2 separate regions of the Ovis aries genome follow, and region 2 is linked to region 1. A link is a contact called in public Hi-C data. All regions are on one chromosome and are shown on one strand. The core of a region is the stretch at or near the end of the contact, and the rest is flanking DNA. Distances in the headings are between cores, read along the strand shown.

Region 1 (3,457 bases), core at 100-2,599:
CTCGCCTGGAAAATCCCATGGACGGAGGAGTCTGGTGGGCTGCAGTCCATGCAGTCACTAAGAGTGGGACATGACTGAGCGACTTCACTCTCACTTTTCACTTTCATGCGTTGGAGAAGGAAATGGCAACCCACTCCAGTGTTCTTGCCTAGAGAATCCCAGGGACAGCAGAGCCTGGTGGGCTGCCATCTCTGTGGTTGCACAGAGTCGGACATGACTGAAGCGACTTAGCAGCAGCAGCAGCAGCAGCAGCAGCAGCAGCAGCATCACAGGTATGAGTTTGTGGTTCAATGCAGTTTTGATTTACATTTTTCTAATATTTAGTGATGTTGAGCATCTTTCCATGTGCTTATTGACCACTTGTGTATCTTCTTGCAGAGAAGTTTAAGCCCTATGCGCATATGGTTGTTTCGGGTTTTGTTACTGAGTTTTAGGAGCTCTTTAAATATTCTGGATATTAATCTCTTATCAGATATGTAAGTTGCAAATAGTTTCTCCCATTCTCCTAGTTTCTTTCATCTGTTGATCATGTCCTTTACTTCTGATAAACTTTATCTTTTTTTGTTTGGTCATCTGTGCTTTTGGTGTTGTAGCCAAGAAATCATTGCCAAGTGGTAAGTCATGAATTTAAAAAAAAAAATCAAAATTAATACAAAAGAGTCCATGTGAAAAAATGATCAAAACCTGACCAAGATGGATATCTCATGACTTAACCTTCACCTCAGTGTGATCTCAATCACTGTGTGTTCAATCCTGTCTTCCCTGAAAATGTTGTTATTTTCTTCATATAGAGCTTGGGGGCATTGATTTTGACCTTTAAAAATATTGCGTTAAAAATACCAGTTGTCTTGATTACTGAGGTTCCTGATGCCCCTAACATTTTGTGCCTGAGCTGAGTTCCTCCCTCCCCTCACCCTAACACAGCCCTGCTCTGGACACAGAAGCTAGCCAGGCTCTCTAGTCATCTTCACGTGGGGCCAGCTCTCCTCTAAGGCTGGACACCCACCTCCACAGAGAAGCCCTCTGCCCTGTCAGCAGTCAGTAGACAAGCGTTCACTGCACTGGCTCAATCCTGATCTCCACCAGGGGCGTGTTGGCCTGTGTTTAACAGCTGGCTCTCGGCAGAGCAGGGATGGGCAGTGTGAGCAGTTTTCCATGACGTAGTTTCTTCCTCCATATGAAAGTTCAAGCCACAAACAAAAAGATGTTGCTGAAATCAGAGCTGAGAAGAGCTGGCAACGGGCAGATCCAAGCCACGGGAGGTACTGAAGGGAAAGCCTGTGGCCAGCGGGAGAGGGGACAGCACCTCCCCACAGGATGTTGTCACTGGGCTTTGAAATTGCAACACATCAGCCAAAGGTTAACTGGGATAGCAAAGGAGAGTTCATGCAGGAACTCGGTTCCCCAGGGGATGGAGAGGTTCTGAATCACCAGGGACCGTGTAAGTCCAGGAGCAGGCCCTCCATCCCTGGGCTGAGAGAGAGGAGGAGGCGATGGTAGGGACCAGAGCCAGGGGCTTGCGCGGCAGTGCTGGAACTCCAGACGAGATGGAGATGCTGTTGGACATGCTGCCAGAGGGAGGGATGAAACACCCTGGTTTCTCTTCTTCTCCTGAATTTCCATCCCCACCAGCACCTCCCATCGGGCTGAACACAGCTGATAGCCGAGAAGGGGGTTTGCAGGCTGCAGGCTGCCCCTTCGATACACAGCAGAGCAGGGAAAGCATGAGGAACAGGTCTGAGGGCATCCGGGCCCAGAAGAGGCACATCCAGGTGCCGGGTATCTAGGGCTGGTCCTTTCCCATAGTGCCCATTGCGAGAGTCAAGGGTACAGATGGTCTGGCTCTGTGATTCTGAGTATTGAGTGGTAATCAGATTACCTACAGAGGGAAAGGAGTGTGGGGCTTAAACAGCTGAGGACTTTATATTTAAACGTGAAACTTAGATAATTCCTATAGAGCAGGAAACTGAAATGGGAGTAGTTAAATATTTGGGAAAAAATTTTAATTAGAAACTTGGCTTAAGTATCAATAAATAATATTCTAGCAGACAAGTTAAAGACTTGATTCAAGTAAATAATATTCTAACATACCTCAAAACTTCGTCTTGTTTTATAAGAAAGAAATATTTCAGTTCTTAAAGCTGAAAAATTATTTTGATGAATGATAGAGCTGTCACACTTATAAACCTAAATATAGAAAGTAAGAAAGAGAAGCAGAAGATAATGAGAAAAGATGAGATAATGAAAAATATAAAAGTGAGAGTCACTCAGTCTGACTCCTTGCAACCCCATGACTGAATTCTCCAGGCCAGAATCCTGGAGTGGGTAGCTGTTCCCTTCTCCAGGGGATCTTCCCAACCCAGGGATCAAACCCAGATCTCCCTCATTGCAGGTGGATTCTTTACCAGCTGAGCCACCAGGAAAGCCCAAGAATATTGGCATGGGTAGCCTATCTCTTCTCCAGCAGATCTTCCTGACCCAGGAGTTGAAACTGGGTCTTCTACCTTGTAGGAGGGTTCTTTACCAGCTGAGCTACTAGGGAAGTCCAATGAAGATATAGGTCATATATAAATACGTATAAAGAAAAAATAAAGAATATTTAAAGTAATGAAACATCAATTGTAAAAGAAAATTATTCACTTTTAAATAAATTATATATAAATGCACATTTGATGACAAAAGTAAAAACCATCTTGGAAGGTCCATCCACATGGCTGATTGATATCCACGAAACGTCATGGGTTGCAGGTGAACATAAGCTGATAAAATTAAACCAACTCTTTAATAGGACATTTCAATAAACATTTTTATTACTTAGTTGGTAACAGAAATATTGAATAAATAGAAGTATCAAGCAGTACTATAATGGCTAAGAAATTCTTTAGTGAAATTACTTAGTTCAGTAGAAGATTCAGCATGCAAAATGAAACCATTTATACTGAGATGTTTACTTAGGATGAAAGTCACCTATCAAATATCATGGTTGAGAGTTTGATATGATTCTGTAAGTCAAATTATGGTTCAGACAATTACAGTTTCATCTAGCAGGTGACAGCTTGCCAGTCAAAAAAAAATGGTGAAAATTTTAAAAGATCAATACTTGGAACTGCTAAAATGATGAAACTGCTAAAATGATTTATTGATTTATTTTCTCAGTCATTTTATATTCTTGATATGTCATTATAGCAGCTCTATTAGTTTATTTTGATATAGATAGAATACATTTTGCTGATTTGATTTGCGTTTGATTTACATGACCATCTGCTGCTAAATAATATTTTCAGAGCACATGGGGAACTCATTTATAGAGGAGAGGCTGCAGCTGAATTTCAATTGGTAAGTTGGGAGGGGGCTTCAGCCCATAAATATGAGCATAAACCATGCCCGTAAATATGAACAGGGACACGTGAAGGAGCCTGTGTGATGTGTGTGCTCAGTCCGTCCGACTCTGCGACCC
Region 2 (3,652 bases), core at 159-2,658, 410 kb after region 1:
CATGTGTCTCTTTCACTTCTGGTTTCCTTGGTGTGTATGCCCAGCAGTGGGATTGCTGGGTCATAAGGCAGTTCTATTTCCAGTTTTTTAAGGAATCTCCGCACTGTTCTCCATAGTGGCTGTACTAGTTTGCTTTCCCACCCACAGTGTAAGAGGGTTCCCTTTTCTCCACACCATCTCCAGCAATTATTGCTTGTAGACTTTTGGATCGCAGCCATTCTGACTGGTGTGAAATGGTACCTCATTGTGGTTTTGATTTGCGTTTCTCTAATAATGAGTGATGTTGAGCAGCTTTTCATGTGTTTGTTAGCCAGCCGTATGTCTTCTTTGGAGAAATGTCTATTTAGTTCTTTGGCCCATTTTTTGATTGGGTCTTTTATTTTTCTGGAATTGAGCTGCAGGAGTTGCTTATATATTTTTGAGATTAATTCTTTGTCAGTTGCTTCGTTTGCTATTATTTTCTCCCATTCTGAAGGTTGTCTTTTCACCTTGCTTATAGTTTCCTTTGTTGTGCAAAAGCTTTTAATTTTAATTAGGTCCCATTTGTTTATTATCACTCCCATATTCTTGCCTGGAGAATCCCCTCGACAGAGGAGCCTGGTGGACTACAGTCCACAGGGTCACAAAGAGTCAGACATGACTAAATAATTAATACTTTCACTTTCAGGCTCTACAGATGTCAGGGGCCCAGGGGGTGACATGATAGGATCTTTAGGCGTGTGTGTGTGTGTGTGTGTGTGGGGCGGGGGGCAGTGCACCACTGCAATTGTAGATTGGACGGCATCACAGAGAAGGTGACATTTTACTGAAGACCCGAGGAAGATAAGGGAAGGGATGATGAAAGGTGGAGAGCATTCCAGACAGAGGAAAAAGCAAGCACAGAGGCCCTGCGGTAGGCGTGTGCCTGGCATGTTCGGAAAAAGTCACTTCAGTCCCCGGGGACCTGCCACGTTTGTGTCTGTGCAAAATGTAACAGGCATAAATGTCTTTTTTTTTTTTTTGCCATGGTGCATGGCATGTGGGATCTTCGTTCCCTGGCCAGGGGTCGCAGCCACACCCTCTGCAGTGGGAGCACAGAGTCTGGGCCACCAGGGATGCCCCTTAGAAGTCACACTGAGTAAGCGAGAGCCAGGTCTGCCTTCCTGCCCGCCCCAGAGTTCCTGGGCCAGCTCTGCTGTCCCTGCCGACGACCAGCAACAGCTACTCTTCAGGCCAGGATTTCTCCAAACCTGCTGGTTTTTTTTTTTGTTGTTGTTTTCCCCCAGTTCCCTCAAGACTCTCTCCTTATCAGCCCACCTTCCTGTTTTCCTCTCCCACCCATGCCCTTGATCTCCCAAAGGTCTCCCCACACATCTGCCTATCCTTGGGGACACCCGGGGGTCGGATGTGGCTGCAGACACAGGGCTGAGAGAGGGGTGGCCGGGGCCGGGGAAGGCTGGGGCTGAGGAAGGAAAGACTCAGGGGTCGCTTGACCTGGTCTCAGTTGCGGGTATTTACACAGATAAGTTATTATTGTTGGTTAGTTGCTCAATCATATCCGACTCTTGCGACCCCATGGACTGTAGCCCTCCAGGCTCCTCTGTCCTGGGATTTTCCAGACAAGAATACTGGAGTGGGTTGCCATGCCCTCCTCCAGGGGATCTCCCCACCCAGGAATCGAACCTGTGTCCCTTCCGTCTCCTGCATTGGCAGGTGAGTTCTTTCCCACTGTTCCCCAGCTCCTCCCTGCTGACCCAGGCAGCAGGCACGACCTCCTGGGACGACATGGGAAGTGCTAGTCAAATGCAAGCCCCGTCCCAATTTCCTTTCTTTTAATGTACTTATTAATTTGGCTGTGCCAGGTGTTAGCTGGGGCATGACTGAGACACAAGAATAAATAGAGGGACTTCCTGGTGGCTCAGTGGTGCTGACTCTGCACTCCCAATGCAGGGGATCCAGGTTCGATCCCTCTCCAGGGAACTAGAGCCCGTATGTCGCAACTGAGTTCTCAGGCTGCAACTAAAGATCCAATGCAGCCAAATAAACAATTAAAAAAAAAAAAAGAACAGAGATCCAAGTGAGTGAGCGAGTATGTAAGAGTGAGTGAATATACTCTATAAAACAACAGCCGTAGTTATTGGTCTTTGAGACGCACAGCAGCAGCGAAGCAGCTGGAGGGATGAGCGGAACTGAAGTGCTATAGGCTGTTACACTCTCTGAGAGTGGGATGAACAAATTGTTCAACTGCAGACTCTGGTAAGAATTTAATCCTGCATGCTGTGATCGCCAAGGTAATCATGATAAAAACAGGGCTTATAACTTCCAAGGTGGTAGAGGGATTAAAAAAAAAGGAATGATACAATTAGTCAAGATCAAGCGATGCCAAGAAGAGAGAGAAAAACAGACAGAGAGGAACCAAGACAAAAGGGAATCACAGAAGAGGAGGTAGATGTAAACTTGGATATGTTGGTGATCACGTTAGATGTAAATGCACCAAGTGTTTCTTTTTACCAAAGGTTTAAGACTGTGTAAAGTGACTCTCTGTGAACCAGAGAGAGGAAATTAATCTGCCCAAGTTCTCAGCAAGCTGGGGAGGTGGAGGGTGGGCTGTGTTCTTCCAGCCCTCCCCAGTCCAATCAAACCGAGTCCCTGTCTACTGAGCAGCCCACTGTGTGCTGGGTGGCGTCAAATTCTGGAACAAGCAGATGAGTAAAAAACAAGGTTTCTACCCTTACAGTATTTTCCTCAGTGAGGAGCAACTATGTTTTAGGACAAATTTTTCCAGGGGTTTGTGGTCACAGCAAGACTTCACAGGGGTGGGGACAGTTTTTAAAATTTATTCATTTTTAATTGAAGAATAATTACAATACTGTGTTGGTTTCTGCCATACATCAACATGGATCAGTCATGGGGCGGGGACAGGTTTGAGGCCGTGTCTGAGAAAGGCCCAGCCTGTGAACCTGAATGCTCCTCAAAGTGGGACCACGTGAGCACAGAGGGGAGGGGAGGTGGGGGGCACTTTTCTCAATGGAAATTCATCAGTGCGTTCCTGTCTGCCCCAGTTATCAGCGTTGCTATTTCAGTGAGCAGCCATGGAGCCTCCACCAGGCTCTGGCCAGACGCTGGGGGCGGGGGTGCAGGGCCATGATACGGCAGGGTCCTCTCTGTCGTCAGAAAACATGAGCTCATGCCAGGGTTTCTGCAGGTCACTGAGATAGCACGGACTCTCTGGAGACAGGCGTGACCCTCAGGTCGGCTCCTAGTCATTGAACTAAGTGGACCCAGATAAGGGCCAGATAATGGTAGCCAAACTCCCACGGCCTGGACAGGCTTTCCCCAGGGCCCCCGAGGCCAGAAAGGGGGCAGGTCTGGGAGGGGTCAGCCAGATGGAGCCCGAGACCTGGGCAATGCCACCGGGGCCCAGGCCTCTTGGGGCTTAGAGCCCTACCCTTGGTCCATGACCCTGTCTCTAGGCCAAATCATTGTTAGGAGAAGCGGGTGTCTGCTGGGAAGACCACTGGCCGCAGTAACTCCTGGAGGGATGTCAAACTGGCAGCACTCTCTTCCCTGGACTTTCTCTTGCTTCATCACCACTCGCTGTATCTGTCGGCAGATTTTAGTGTGTGGGGAAGTAGACTCGTGCATTCAGAGGTCTTCTGTGGATGGGGTGAGG

What was found. Hi-C and Micro-C count contacts between places; a contact is called where the count stands out from the background.
Region 2: a Hi-C map of liver shows a contact between it and region 1, with 2.9 times the contacts expected there. The contact joins two enhancer-like sites. A contact is called at or near these places in 3 of 16 Hi-C or Micro-C datasets (blood, liver and tail adipose tissue).

The regions. Positions count from the first base shown.
Region 1 is chr2:105,234,847-105,238,303 of ARS-UI_Ramb_v3.0, forward strand. No RefSeq gene overlaps it. Among named protein-coding and RNA genes, the nearest start is that of FAM167A, 41 kb to the right of the region's middle. Within about 2 kb of position 1,350, at least 4 of the 54 cell types and tissues checked have an H3K27ac peak or open chromatin away from gene starts, as enhancers often do. A contact at or near this core is called in liver, where this site is marked.
Region 2 is chr2:105,647,808-105,651,459 of ARS-UI_Ramb_v3.0, forward strand. No RefSeq gene overlaps it. Among named protein-coding and RNA genes, the nearest start is that of DEFB136, 26 kb to the right of the region's middle. Within about 2 kb of position 1,409, at least 1 of the 54 cell types and tissues checked has an H3K27ac peak or open chromatin away from gene starts, as enhancers often do. A contact at or near this core is called in liver, where this site is marked.